Regions from separate parts of the Gossypium hirsutum genome. Here regions 1, 3, 4 and 5 are each linked to region 2. A link is a contact called in public Hi-C data. All regions are on one chromosome and are shown on one strand. Each heading gives the region's core, a stretch centred on a gene start, on an enhancer-like site or on the middle of the called end of the contact. The rest is flanking DNA. Distances are from core to core; before and after follow the strand shown.

Region 1 (2,749 bases), core at 31-2,530, 600 kb before region 2:
ACACCTAATAACATTATTTTTTAAGTTTAAATAAACATAAAAATATCTATATAAATCATGTAATCATTTCAACTTTATTGATTTTCTTAATTCGATATTCACAAACAAAAACTAATTAATAGACATATTAAAAATATTCTCTAACACAATAATCTAAGTAATGCATTCCAAAATTTGTTAAGGAAAAATCAAACTAAACCTAAGTAAGCTGGTAAAGAAGAAAAACTTGGATAATGTGTTGCAAAATGTCAACTAATCCCAATGGGAACATATTAGGAAGTTTCATGCTCCATAAGGAAATGCATGATGAATCTATTAATTTCACAATTTAAAAGAAGTAATTGAAAATGTAGCAACGCATGGACCCACATTTTACTTTTTGTAAAGAATGCGAGAGCTTAGGATATTGGTGCCACCATGGGACCCGTTCGAGCCCTTCCATGGTATTTCCTCCGGCGTGGCACCACCTAACCTATCTCACCTCCCCCCGACTCGTGGGTCTGCCTGTTTGGACCCATTTCCATTTCTTTCACTGGCTATCTTGTAAGTGTGCGAGAAACCTTAACATAATTCGGATTAAGATAGAATATTATTTTTTATTTATTAATATCTAATATAAATATCATTATCATTCAAATGTGTAAAACTCATATTGTGAATAGTGATTAAACATTTATTAGATATTAATGAAAAAAATAATAGAATGGACCCAAACTCACATAATTCACTTTAGCTCGTTCACTTTGTCTTTTAATATTTGTAAAAGTATCATAGAGGTTTTATATTATAATTTAGATTGTATTTTAATTCATTTACTCAAAAAAATAAACAAATTAATCCTTGTATATTAAATTAAAGAGTAAACTAATTATTTTGTTAAAAATTTCATCTATTTCTATTATTAAAAACTAATCTTTATACGTTAGCATGAAATACACGTGATACACCAAACATTGCTCAATTTTTAAGTAAAGAAAATAAAATATAAATTAACTTTTAATAAAAAACTTTTAAAACACTATAAAACAACCTCAACGATATTTTTTACCGGATGTGCTCTCGAGAAAACTTTTAATACGGCTTGGTCATGATGCAGTGGAGTTAGAGTTATCCGAGAAGCAAAATTGAAATATTTTCATGTTTAGTTAATTAATACATTAATAATATTAAAAAGTGGGTCCATGCTTTGTTTTTTAAGGAGTTTACTAGTGTCGAGTATACCCCGCCTCTCTATTACTCAACGTGTATATATATAAATCCCATCCAATCCATTTGAAATCATAAAGTTTCCAAAGCCCTGTATTATTAAGTACCAGCAGATTCCATCCAACTCTGTTTCTTTGTTTAATAATAACCCCTCTAGAAAGCAACCTTAAACCTTCTCCCCCATTCCCCCCCCCCTCATTTTCTTGTTAAACAAACATGGATTCCTTCGAACTTGACAACGTTAAAGCAGAGAAAGAAGATGCTTTGCGGAGATACAACATGGAGAGGAAGCTAAGGTTGGGTCTTCGCTATATGGGGTTTTTGTTGGTTTTGTTTTTGATATCATGGTCTTGGTTCCCCCCTTTGATTCCCCACATCATCGAGGTTGCCGGAGATCTTAGCCAACGTTACATCAACACTCTTAATGACCTTTTCTTCATTTTCATCCTTATGAACATCATCATCCTTGTTGTTTATATTCTGTCTACCCAGAAACAATCTACCAGCTCCGGTATCTACGATGAGTACGTGTGCTCTCACCGGAGTATAATACCCGCGGAGGCGACCGTGCTCGACAAACAAATCGTCGTGGTGGAAAATGCGGTTGATGTTGCAGAGACAAAACGCCCGCTTTCACAAATTAAACAACAACCTTGGTCGACGAAGACGAAGCCTGCAATAACTTCAACTGATAAAGTGAAGCAAAAAGAGTACCGACGAACACGATCAGTGGTGTCAGAATCTGGAAAACGGCGTCCCCGCCGGGTGTATAGAAGATCGGAGACGGCAATAACGGGCAGAGAACTAGTTGTTTGTAGTGCAGAATCGGCAAGGGAAGCGATACATGAGATTAGCAATGAAGAGTTTCAGTTAAAAGTAGATAGTTTCATTGCTGAAAGAAGGAAAGCCCTAATGCAAGAAAACATTGCGCATTATACAAAATGCATGTCTATTGTGGTTAAGAATTAGCGGGGGATCAATTACACAAAAAATTAGTGATGGGAATTATTAGGTTTCGGGATTGTAATCTTGTTGAGTTGTACAGTGAATAATATTTCCCAGGTTTTCTGGGAAAAATAAAAACTCATCTTTGTTCAATTTTTAAATCCCATATAATTGAGAATTCATATTCATACAAGTTGCTTTCATTGTTCATGATAGATTTGCAATAGAATTTCAGTCAACTATATCATTTCCATGGAGTCCAACTTCCTTTTTTCATTCTTCTAAACTCGTGCTTGACTGTTTCTTTCTTTTTTACTACGTTCTAACTAATACCAACATGGAGTGGAAGAACACTATGAAATCATGAAAATCTCAAATGAAAATGGAGTAATAATATTCTAAATAAATGTATATTGAATATGACATGTTAAATCCAGAGGAAGCCCCCACAACCACAAATTTATTCTTCATAATCCCTTGAATTGACATGTTAAATCCGGTTTTAGTATCCATCAAAAGAGTAAAATCTTGCTCTACTAATTCCTTTTTCATGGTTTTTTTTTTCCTCTTGGTTTTCAGACAAAAATATCAAAACCTT
Region 2 (2,800 bases), core at 159-2,658:
CCATAAAAAATAGACTAATTGGCACCATCCATTTAGAAAGAGTTGCAGTCCTTGAACAGGCTCCGCCTTAAACCAATCAAATGCTCTTCACAACACACATTCAATATGCTCACTAAAGAACTCCAAAAATATACTAAATATGCATTTAAAGGTATACATAGTCTCCCCTCATAATCTTTTTACGAATAAAAAGAACACTCACAATTAACTTGTGGACAGCATACCAATTCCTAATATGCACATTATTCTGATTAAACCCTCAATGCTATACAGCAACAAGTGCACCATGTATCTAAGAAAATATTCACTAAATCATGAAAGTAAGAAACACTCCCAGTGTAGTTTTTATAAGAAAACCACATTTTGAGGTAAATTGTTACTTCAAGTTACCGTACAAAGTGACAACAAAAAGGGATTGAATTAGATAACACACAAATGAATACTTGAGAAGCAAAAGAAAAAAGGAACCATAATTCTTACCCTGAGTTGTTTCAGAGAAAACGGACATAGGAACAAAGTCTTTAAACATATTCAAGGCGTAACTCTTTGGCATATTTCCAATCTCAGATCCAGCCATCTCCATAGTAAACTGATCATCAACTGATAAACTCGTGAGAAATAAGAAAACAACAGAACTAATAATACAACTTAAAACGTATAACAAGAATGTCATTCAAATCTTTTACTTGGTAGATTATAGAATCAATAACCAAGAAACCTCTTTTACCACAATTAAAGAGCCAATTCACCATTAATAAAAAAGGGGTATTATCTAAAACTTGTAATTAAGAGTTCCAAGTTGCGAATTCAGGGTTAAAAAACTATCATCTTCAAGTGTTTAGGGTTAGAGTACCTGCATAGAAGAAGGGTCATCGGGTTTGCGAGGGTCGAGAGAGAGGACAACCTTGGCGACAGGCTGTGAATCGGAAGAAGAAGCGGTCTGACTCTTCCATGGTTTGGCCACAACGACCGGACACTTCATTAACCAAACCGATCTATCAGCTTTTCCAGTCTCCAAAAAGCCGCTATTACTGTGATCTTCGTCCATCTTCAAGCTCTTCCTCTGCGAACTGATCAAAATTCCTCTTATTTCACGTTTACCAGCAAGGCAGATTTGGCAGAGCCTGGAAATTTCCTTGGTCAGTTTCTTCTACTTTTTGCTGCCAGAAGACTGACAGCAATTGTTTTTGTTCATTCACGGTATTAAATTTACGAGTTGAGGAATGAATTGGACCCTGACGAACCGCACGGAACGAATTTAGGGAACCGGATTTGTCGTAAAGCTAGTAATGGGCCTAATGGTATCAAAAATAGAGAGAAAATTTAGCTGAGGTTGAAGCCTGTCCGGATCTCATGGGCAGGACAGCTCAGATTGAATCGAGTCCACTATTTTTCAATTTTTTTATTCAACATCAGATTTAAGTAATAAAATTTTAAATAAAATCTGAGAATTGGGATGAGGAAAAACTCCTTTTTAAGTTTAACTAATCCCTCCCAAACTTAGAAATTTAATAAGAAACATCCGAATTAAATTAAATTTAATTGTTTTATTTTTGAAATAAATAAAAAAAATGTTTTATTTTTATTTTAGAATAAATAAGATTAATTTTTTAAGTTTAAACTTAAAACTTAATTGAGATGTTTAATTTATATGGTCCTAGATAAAAATTAATAAACACATTACATTTTCTAATCATCAAAAATAGAAATTTTTTATCAAATAAATTTAGATTTAAAAAGTATAAAAATGTACTAGAGTTACGACTTATAATTTGTCTATAGAAAAAAATGGGAACTAATGAAATTTCTCATCCACATGGTTTTGAAATCGTCATAGAACTTAAAGCTAAGAATATTCTACTTAAGTTTAACAATAATAAATTATAATTTTATATGTACGGAGATATATATTATATTTATATATTAAGGATTTTTTTATAAATATTTCAAGGATGGATGAGGCATCGGATCATATTACAACCTATCATATTCGAATTTTTTCTCAATTCATCCCGACATGAAAATATTTTAATTTTACAAACTAATTAAAAAATTAACATGTGTTTTACTTATATCGTATTTGTTTTAGAAAAAGTATTGTATGATTATCATCTTTATCCTTTTAAATTTTTTTAGAAGAAAATGCTGAAAATTAGAAAAAAAAATTAAATTTGTCATTCTTTTATTTTGAAAGAGATAAAAATAATTTGAAATCACAGTTTGCTACAATCCATTCTCTTTATTTTAGTTTTTGAAAATTTTTTTTGGGCAAAAGTTTTCAAGATTATTAAATACATCGTATTAAAAAATTAGCATAAATGCTACTTTAAAAAAAAATTAGTGAATTGAATTCAACTATCAAAAAAGAAAATGAGCCTTGAGCGTTTGGGATCCCCTCTGTCTTTGAATCTGGAAAGAGCAACAAAGAAGTTAAGATTCGAGATCATAGAGAAAATGATGACGATAAAATGGTGCTTAATGAATCTTTGCCAATTCGAATGATGGTGGTGCATCAGGTGATGGAAGCGTTTTGCAATTTCTCTGGCAACGGAGTGAGCAATGAGAAAACTACTATGTATTTCACGAAGAATGTTTCTAATCAAATGAAGGATCTGATAAGTGGAGGATTGGACTATAATTCTGCTGAAGATCTTGGGAAGTATTTGGGCGTCCCCATTTTTCATTGACGAGTCACGAAGGCTACTTTTCAGTATTTTATCAACAATATGAAACAAAAGTTAGTCGGCTGGAAGACGAGTGCTTTGTCTTTGGCTGGACGAATTACACTTGCTAAAGCGGT
Region 3 (2,700 bases), core at 65-2,564, 950 kb after region 2:
AGATTCAAATTTGATATATTGTTGATGTATAAATTTCATTGGATTATTATTGATAAAATAATTTAATATGATTTATTAATGGTATATTAAATATTATCTCTAAAATATTTTATATTGAAATTTAAGACATTCTATTAAAAATGTTTCTGATACTTAAAATTGTTCCAATTTTATTTTGATGTTTTTCGAATTTAAAACAAAGAAGCATTGCTTTTTCATGTTTTCCATTGGAAGTCTACAAATGATACGATTTGGACAAAAGCAACGTACAGAAAATATCTATAATTATTTAATTTAAGATCGGAATGAAGGAATTGTTAACCCAAGGATTACTTTAAGATTAATTCAAAAGTTTATCAAATATTTTATATAAAAGAATCACTTAATATACATTTGGTATTTGAATTCGATTTTTTTTAATTTAGTACATAAACTTAATACTTTTTTTTAGTTGGTACTTAATTTTTTGGGGGTTTAATTTGGTACATGAACTTGACTCCTTTTTCTAATTTGGCATTTATTCTATTTTTTTCGATTTGGTATTTGTCAAATGTTTTACAAATTACTCCAATATACTAAAAATATTTTTTTATGTGGTAACAAAAATAATCAATATATTTCCGATATATGACAGATAATATGATATTTTTTTGTATTTTTTATGTTCAATTACTTTTAGTTTTATTTATTTTATTAATTGAAAATAATGAATTCCTTTCAATTTGTGGTTTTAAAATTTTTTTATTTAATATTAATTCATTAAGCATAGCTCAATATCTATTTTTTAACATGAATTTACTCTAATACTGACAATATTTTTATAGCATAGTCAAAAAAAATTTTAACACTATTAGTATTTTACGTAATTTATATAACATTTAATAAATTTAGGTATTAAATTGAACATAAAAAAATTTAGATATCAAATTAGACCTGAAACAAATTTAAATACCAAATTAAAAAATATTAAGTTCATATACCAACCTAAAAAAATCTAATTATAAACTTTTTTTTAAGGCAAAATAAACAACAAAAGGAAAACGATAACCATTTGGACCAATTAACTCGATTAACCTAGCTTTAAGTTAAATGATAATTCCAAGTATAAATCCTATTGACCAATCACTGAATAGACGAAATGAAGAAGAAAAGAGAATATAAATACCAAAGTCAATTTAGTTACCAATTCTAAAATTATATTATCGATTTGCTAATCATTCAAACAATCTCATTTTAAAAAAAAAAAAAACTTGGAACATTCATATCCTAATTTTGAAACCAGAAACTAAACCATCGTTTTCATAAAGACAAACCACTACAAGCATCCCACGCAAGACCACATGGTGTGGGAGTCTCAAATCTCAAAGCCTTCATTGCTTCTCTCACCAAGTCCTTTATAAAAGAGTTCCCAAAGCTGACAAGCAGCCATAATATCATCTGCTAAACATATGGCAGAAATGTCAACCCTTTGTACATTTCTTTTCTCACTTCTACTCTTTGCCTCACATCCCCTTATCCTCCCCACTGCTGCCGACGGCCGGTGGCAGCTGCTACAAAAAAGCATTGGCATCTCATCCATGCACATGCAACTCCTTAAAAATGACCGTGTTGTTATGTATGATAGGACTGATTTCGGCCCATCCACTCTGCCATTGGCAAGTGGGAAATGCCACAATGACCCAACCAACACTGCTGTCCAAGTAGATTGTACGGCGCATTCAGTTGAGTATGATGTTTTGAGCAACAAGTTCAGGGCTCTTACTGTCCAAAGCAACGTTTGGTGTTCTTCAGGCGCCGTCATGCCTGACGGTAAATTGGTCCAAACCGGTGGTTTCAGCGACGGAGAACTTCGGGTCAGGGTTTTCAGCCCATGCGAAAGCTGCGACTGGCACGAAACACCAAATGGATTGGCGGCCAAAAGATGGTATGCTACCAATCATGTCTTGCCAGATGGAAGACAAATTGTTGTCGGCGGCCGAGAACAATTTAATTACGAGTTTGTTCCTAAAAACATAGCCGCCGACACGTTCAAGTTGCATTTCCTGTCGGAAACCAATGAACGAGGAGTAGAGAACAATCTCTACCCTTTTGTTTTTCTCAATGTCGATGGAAACCTGTTCATTTTCGCCAACAATCGAGCTATTTTGCTTGATTATGTGAACAACAAGGTGGTGAAAACTTACCCCAAAATACCAGGTGGGGAGCCAAGAAGCTATCCAAGCACAGGTTCGGCTGTATTGCTACCATTGAAGAACTTGACAGCCGCCACTATTCAAGCTGAAGTTTTAGTTTGTGGCGGTGCTCCAAAAGGATCATTTGTCCAAGCATTACAAGGTAAGTTCGTTAAAGCCTTGAACACTTGCGCCAGGATCTCAATAACCGACCCGAAACCAAAATGGGTCTTGGAAACTATGCCTTTAGCTAGAGTCATGGGTGACATGGTATTGCTTCCAAACGGCAAAGTTTTGGTCATCAACGGAGCACGTTCCGGGTCAGCAGGATGGGACTTAGGAAGGGACCCGGTCTTAAATCCAGTGTTATACATGCCTGATAATGAAATCGAGTCACGATTCAAGATACTAAACCCAACAAAGATCCCTCGGATGTACCATTCCACAGCAGTATTACTTCGTGATGGAAGAGTTTTAGTGGGTGGAAGCAATCCTCATGCGTATTACAACTTTACGGGAGTCCTTTACC
Region 4 (2,700 bases), core at 90-2,589, 830 kb after region 2:
TTTTGTTTCTTGTTGCTCATTGAATCAAACGCAAGGATAATGTCGAAAAGGGTCACAAAGAAAAGCAAAACTACAAAATGATCAAATTACATGTGTAAACATTGAGAGTTTGATTTTTTAGAATTAAGATTAAATTGACACAGTGGATAAATGTTGAGAGTTAAAGTTATTATTATATCAATTTTCTAAAGCTACTGCATTAACTTTTATTAGCCATTTAACGATTGGTGACTAAAAAAGAAAAAAAATCGAAAAGTTGGGTGATCATTTTTTAACTTTTCATAGTTAGGTGACAAAAAAAAGACTAATAATTGAGTGATTACTAGTATAATTTACCTTAAATAATAGGATTAATATATTCGGAGGTACCTGAATTGGCAACTTATACTTACTTGATATCTAAACTTGAAAATCGTAAACTAACTTGATACATTTTTTAGGTACCTAACGAACAGCATTAAAATATGACATTAACTACCAATAGCATATGCCATATGACAATATCATATTTTGACATGTGGCAAAAATTAAAAATATATATTTAAATACGAGACTACCACATGTCACCATGACATTGGTGGTGAGTGATTATATTTTAATAGTGTTAATCATGTACCTAAAAAAAAGTATCAAGTTAATTTATAATTTTCAAATGTAGATACCAATTAAGTCTAAAAATTTAGATACCAAAAATTAATTGCCAAATTCAAGTCCAACTATATATATTAACCCCTAAATAATAATTTAATAAGGTATTTTTATATACTTTAATTTTAAATTTTGATTTGAAACGCTATTCACTCTTCGTAACTTCCTTCTTCTTCTTTTTTTTTCTAAATTATATATTTTGAACGTGAATGTGCATAGATAAATTTAAACCTTTTGAATCTTAATAAATTATAGTATTAAAAATAATTATTTACTTAAAAACTATTACTTTATTTTTTTAAAAAAAATATAACTTATTTTAAAAAATATTTTTTAATCCACAAAGTGCGATGAATTCTAGTTCATATAAAAAAATTTGATATATTGATAATTAAATTTTAGAATTATTCATATAATCATGTTATATGCTTTATAAGAGATCATTGAGACACGTTTTGGATAGAAATAAATAAAATATTAATGACTTTGTCTTATTGATGTGTGCAATGTGACTGTTTTAATGTACAAAGGCTTTCCATCTGTGTGCTTTGTGACAAATTTCCTTAGTGGAGATCGTCATGATAAAAAGCTGGAACCAAGCATTCAGTTTTTGGAATTATGCATTTGGATGCCCAGACTGAAACAAACAAAAAGGCTATTATTATTTTCGTGGTTGGTTTGACCTCGTATTCAGTCATACAGACCTCAGTATTTCACCTCATTATCCATCCAATTAAGACCCACTCAGTATTTGATTGATCATTTCCAGATCCCTGATCAAAGATTAATTGAAATGGAAGGGAGGAAATTTGGGGTAAATTTAGATAAAGTCAGTCAACCAACCATGTTACCTGTAATCCAGCAAGTCCCAGCTAATGATGGTGCCAAGTCACATGGTCCCAACTTTCACAACCTGGAGACTCCCCACTATCCTGGTCACTAAGCAGACCAAGTAAAACAAACCAAGATATTGAAATCCCATGGTATGCCTACGAACACGAATCAAACTCTTAGAACACCCCCAACCCCAAAGAATAAGCTAACATCTTTCTTCATTTAACAATGAATATCTCCAAACAAATTCAACATTACCATAAACAAAGCAGAAGATGATGATACATTGAACAGTTAAAAAATGATCTCTACAGCAACTGTTAAGAATCCGGGCGCTTGAAAACGGTTTATTGTACATGAGCAAGATGCCCACTGAACACATTTGGATGAAACTATATATTGCACAATGCACACTAGATGACTAAAATAACACAATGGAATGGTACATGCTGAGTAAAATGACTATAAACCAACTAGTAACGGAGATTTGTAGGATTGCAAAGTAAAGTACATGCACTTATCTTTCATCGCTTCAGCTTCACTTCCATACTCTTTGAATTTATATTCATCCTGTTTAAAGCTAGGGGGAACTTTGCCCTCACTGTAGCATTGATTACATAGACTAAAATGAGACTTCACTTCCCTAAAGCGAGAACCAATAACTGGGTAACGGCAAACTGCACAAACCCGGCGCCCATGACGGTTCCTATCTCCATTTTCTAACTTCAACAGAGTGGACATGATACCAAATCCCCAATCAGGATCATCGAACATGGTAAGAAATTCATTGAAAGATACCATTGAGGAATCTGTTTCTCCATGAACTTCCAGGATTTCACTAATTCCATGAGAAGGAACATAAATAGCCCTCAACAATTTGATGTACTGTACAGCATCCACCTTTCTAATCTGAGAACTACCCTCATTTACTGGCCGCCATAAGAGTGCATCAAAGGCAATCCTTTTTCGTTTATTTGGAGGTCCATTACAAATGGGAGCAAGAACAGCATAAAAAATGCCCAAGTCCACCCTGCCTGATCCTGTTTCATCCAAGACAGAGAGGATACTCTCGTTTATAGCTTTGACAGCTCCTTGAAAGGTTTCAGGTTTTAGAAAACGAAGTAATCTGCGTAGAATTCCTTCCAAATTAGGCTTACGAATGGATTTCTGAGGACCTCCGCCACCAGAGTAGGAGACTGGTACATCAATTTCATTCAT
Region 5 (2,838 bases), core at 89-2,588, 690 kb after region 2:
ACTTTGAATCGAAGTTGAATCAACTTTAAGGGACAAATTTGTACTATCCTATATACCATGAGATAGAAAATACTGCGTTGAGATCTTTTTTTGAGCGGGTTCATATCTCACGATTGTTTTGTTGGAGCAATTTCTAGACTAAAGCTAAATAGGGGTTTAGTTAATTATGGAAATAATCATACTTAAAAATAAATGGTTTAAATGGAATTGTGGAAGGTGGAAAGGGAAGGGCGCTTAGAAGGCAATTAAACCAATAAATGTTGAAAGTAAAAGAAAAAAAATGAAACAGCTGAATAGAAGACGCAGAGACATAGGAAGGAAAAAAAACATAAAGAATTTATTGAATGCCAAAGGTCAAGTGTCTGTTTAATTGACTAGAGCAACTAGGTATATACGCAATTCTAGTACTAAAATTTAGTTAAATTTTTCTAAAATATTATCACTAAATAAAAAAATTTTAAAATCAAATTTAAACTAGAAATTAAATTCAAATTAATTACAAAATTTTAACAATATAAAAAATCCTTCAATTTTTAGTTAGCCACCTCTATATATCATACGCTATCACTTTCCTTCAAATAAAAAAAATATTTTAATTAGAGTCTCTCAAAATTTTTGAAAAATTTCATTTTTCCTTGAAGTTTTTGGAAAAATTCAATTAGACCGCCTCAATTTTTTTAAAATTCTCATTATATTTTTTTTAGTTTTTTTTAAGTTTTAAATATGTTACTTTAATTTTTTTAAAAAATTCACATTAATCTCATAAAAATTAATTAGACCCCAAATTTTTTTAAAAAAATTCTCATTAAACTTTAAAAATTTTACTAGACATTTCTCTTTTCGCTCTACTCGTAATTTAATTGAAGCTTGAACCCGAGTTTCGATGAGGTTGAATGCACTGTTTTCGTTCTACCTTCCTTATTTATTTTATCTAATTCTAAAAAAAAGGGGCGAGAGAGTAGTCACAGATATTTGATTGTATCTTGATCTAATCTTTTTCGCCTTGTCCCGCGACAATAACTCTCTTAACTTAATCTCAAGATTTTTTTATTTTTGGTGAATTATAAAAGAAGAATCAAAATTCTAATAATAATATAACTAGTACGACTCGAAATCAGATTACACCTAAAACGATAAATCATTATTATTGATTATCAATATATATACACTTTCATATCAAATATAAATGAAGTAATTTCAATCAATGTAATTTACTGTTATAGTTAAAAACGATGTATGCCCTAAAACTAAGTTAAATCTAAAATAAATTTAAAAAAAAAAACCTAAAATTTACCGTAATCAAATCAATACCACTTTGAAGGTATGTGATAGACGCTTTAGTCAACGGTCAAAACCAATTACGCGGCGCCGCAACCAACAGCCAATACGGGTGCAGTCACCTGAAGAATTACCGTGAGATAGCGAGAGAAAGGGTTAGTGAAGGTAAAGAAGCCAAGTTCTACCCCCAAAAGAAAGAAACAGGGGAGCTTTTATTTGTAGTTAACTTTTGGTTGGCATTACCACACTCCGATTTGATTGAAAATCCGTGAAATCATCAAATCTAATTTGTCCCCATTTTCGACAGTAAAACCCCACCATCCCCCTGCTTTCAGTTTTTAGTTCTAGGTTTCCTCTTAAAATTCCCTCCCACACACTCTTTTTTGTACTTTTGTTTTTCGTTTTCATGTTTTATACAGTTGGAGAGACCCAAAGCGACGCTTCGCCAGACAGAAATCGTGGGAAGACAAAGTTGTAAAACGAATATAAATAAAAGGGGGGAGGGGTTGAAAGGCGGCTCCTTCTTGCTTGGTTGTGCTCCAAAATAGATGGGGGCTTTGGCTCCAGTCCTTTCCACTTGGATACCTGAAGATGACCTTCTTTTGAAGAACGCTATTGAGGTACTTGCCTTTTCTTTTCTCCTTCATTGGTTTTTAAGAAAATGAATAAAATAAAGATTGGGTCTTTTTCATACTTGTTTCAGGAATTGGTTTTACTTGTGGTCTCAATTCGACTTTTCTTCTGTTCGTATTTGCTGTCAGCTTGAAGTCTTCTTTGTTTTTCTAGTAGCTAGAAAATAATGCCTTTTTTTTTCTTTTAAATTTCTCGCCCCTTCTATTTCATTGTTTTATTTATTAGAGTTGCAGAGCTTATTTACGCGTCCGTCTTAGTCTTTTGGATGTATGGCACTGGTCCTGTTCTAGTCTTCAAATTCTGGGTTTATTGTGTTAAAGCGTGGATTCATTGCAATATAAGTTGGCTGTATTAAAAAAAAATTATACGATTCTTGCATTATGTTTATACAGTTAGGATATTCATAAGATTATCCTCCTGTTGTTGTTGTTGTTTCAGAGGAATACTATTGCATAATGCCAAAATTTGTCAGTAGATAGATTGCTTGTGAGAATGCGATGTAGAAATATTACTAATAAACATGGTTTGCGCTGTGCCAAAGTGTTTCTATTCATGGATGCAAATAGTTTTTCTAAAACATGAAATGACATTACTATGGTTGGTCTGGTAGTGCCCTTATTTGCAAAGAGTGCATGAACATCAACAGGAAAAAGGATCCAAATTGTGCATTTAGCATGACATTATCACCTTGTTTTGTTTTTCTTATCGTCCTATGAATTGTGTCTCTACTTTATTGAACCCTGTTTCAGTCTATTTCTTTGTATCCTTTTGCAGGCTGGTGCTTCTTTGGAATCTCTTGCTAAGGGTGCAGTGCAGTTCTCTAGGAAATTCTCGGTTAGAGAACTGCAAGATCGATGGCATTCTCTCCTTTATGATCCAGTTGTTTCCGAGGAGGCTTCTTCTCGCATAATTGAGTTTGAGCGTTCT

The links. A called contact is a pair of places that touch in the nucleus more often than the background predicts.
Region 1: a Hi-C map of leaf shows a contact between it and region 2, with 1.8 times the contacts expected there. The contact joins the promoter of LOC107918014 here to the promoter of LOC107922337 in region 2. A contact is called at or near these places in 4 of 34 Hi-C or Micro-C datasets (all in leaf).
Region 3: a Hi-C map of leaf shows a contact between it and region 2, with 2.8 times the contacts expected there. The contact joins the promoter of LOC107918013 here to the promoter of LOC107922337 in region 2. A contact is called at or near these places in 2 of 34 Hi-C or Micro-C datasets (both in leaf).
Region 4: a Hi-C map of leaf shows a contact between it and region 2, with 2.2 times the contacts expected there. The contact joins the enhancer-like site here to the promoter of LOC107922337 in region 2. A contact is called at or near these places in 3 of 34 Hi-C or Micro-C datasets (all in leaf).
Region 5: a Hi-C map of leaf shows a contact between it and region 2, with 9 times the contacts expected there. The contact joins the promoter of LOC107918002 here to the promoter of LOC107922337 in region 2. A contact is called at or near these places in 10 of 34 Hi-C or Micro-C datasets (anther, callus, fibers and 3 more).

The regions. Positions count from the first base shown.
Region 1 is chrA01:24,576,993-24,579,741 of Gossypium_hirsutum_v2.1, reverse strand. LOC107918014 reads left to right here and starts at 1,280. Exons shown (of 1, transcript XM_016847503.2): 1 at 1,280-2,289. The coding sequence starts at 1,423. The coding sequence ends at 2,175.
Region 2 is chrA01:23,977,924-23,980,723 of Gossypium_hirsutum_v2.1, reverse strand. It overlaps LOC107922337 (transcription initiation factor IIF subunit beta), which reads right to left and starts at 1,408. Exons shown (of 6, transcript XM_016852332.2): 1 at 854-1,408; 2 at 481-589. The coding sequence starts at 1,048.
Region 3 is chrA01:23,027,097-23,029,796 of Gossypium_hirsutum_v2.1, reverse strand. LOC107918013 (aldehyde oxidase GLOX1) reads left to right here and starts at 1,314. Exons shown (of 2, transcript XM_041111670.1): 1 at 1,314-2,700. The coding sequence starts at 1,449.
Region 4 is chrA01:23,152,495-23,155,194 of Gossypium_hirsutum_v2.1, reverse strand. It overlaps the pseudogene LOC107918004. Among protein-coding and RNA genes, the nearest start is that of LOC107918013, 130 kb to the right of the region's middle. Within about 2 kb of position 1,339, at least 6 of the 9 cell types and tissues checked have an H3K27ac peak or open chromatin away from gene starts, as enhancers often do. A contact at or near this core is called in leaf, where this site is marked.
Region 5 is chrA01:23,286,106-23,288,943 of Gossypium_hirsutum_v2.1, reverse strand. It overlaps LOC107918002, which reads left to right and starts at 1,338. Exons shown (of 7, transcript XM_016847479.2): 1 at 1,338-1,898; 2 at 2,686-2,838. The coding sequence starts at 1,827.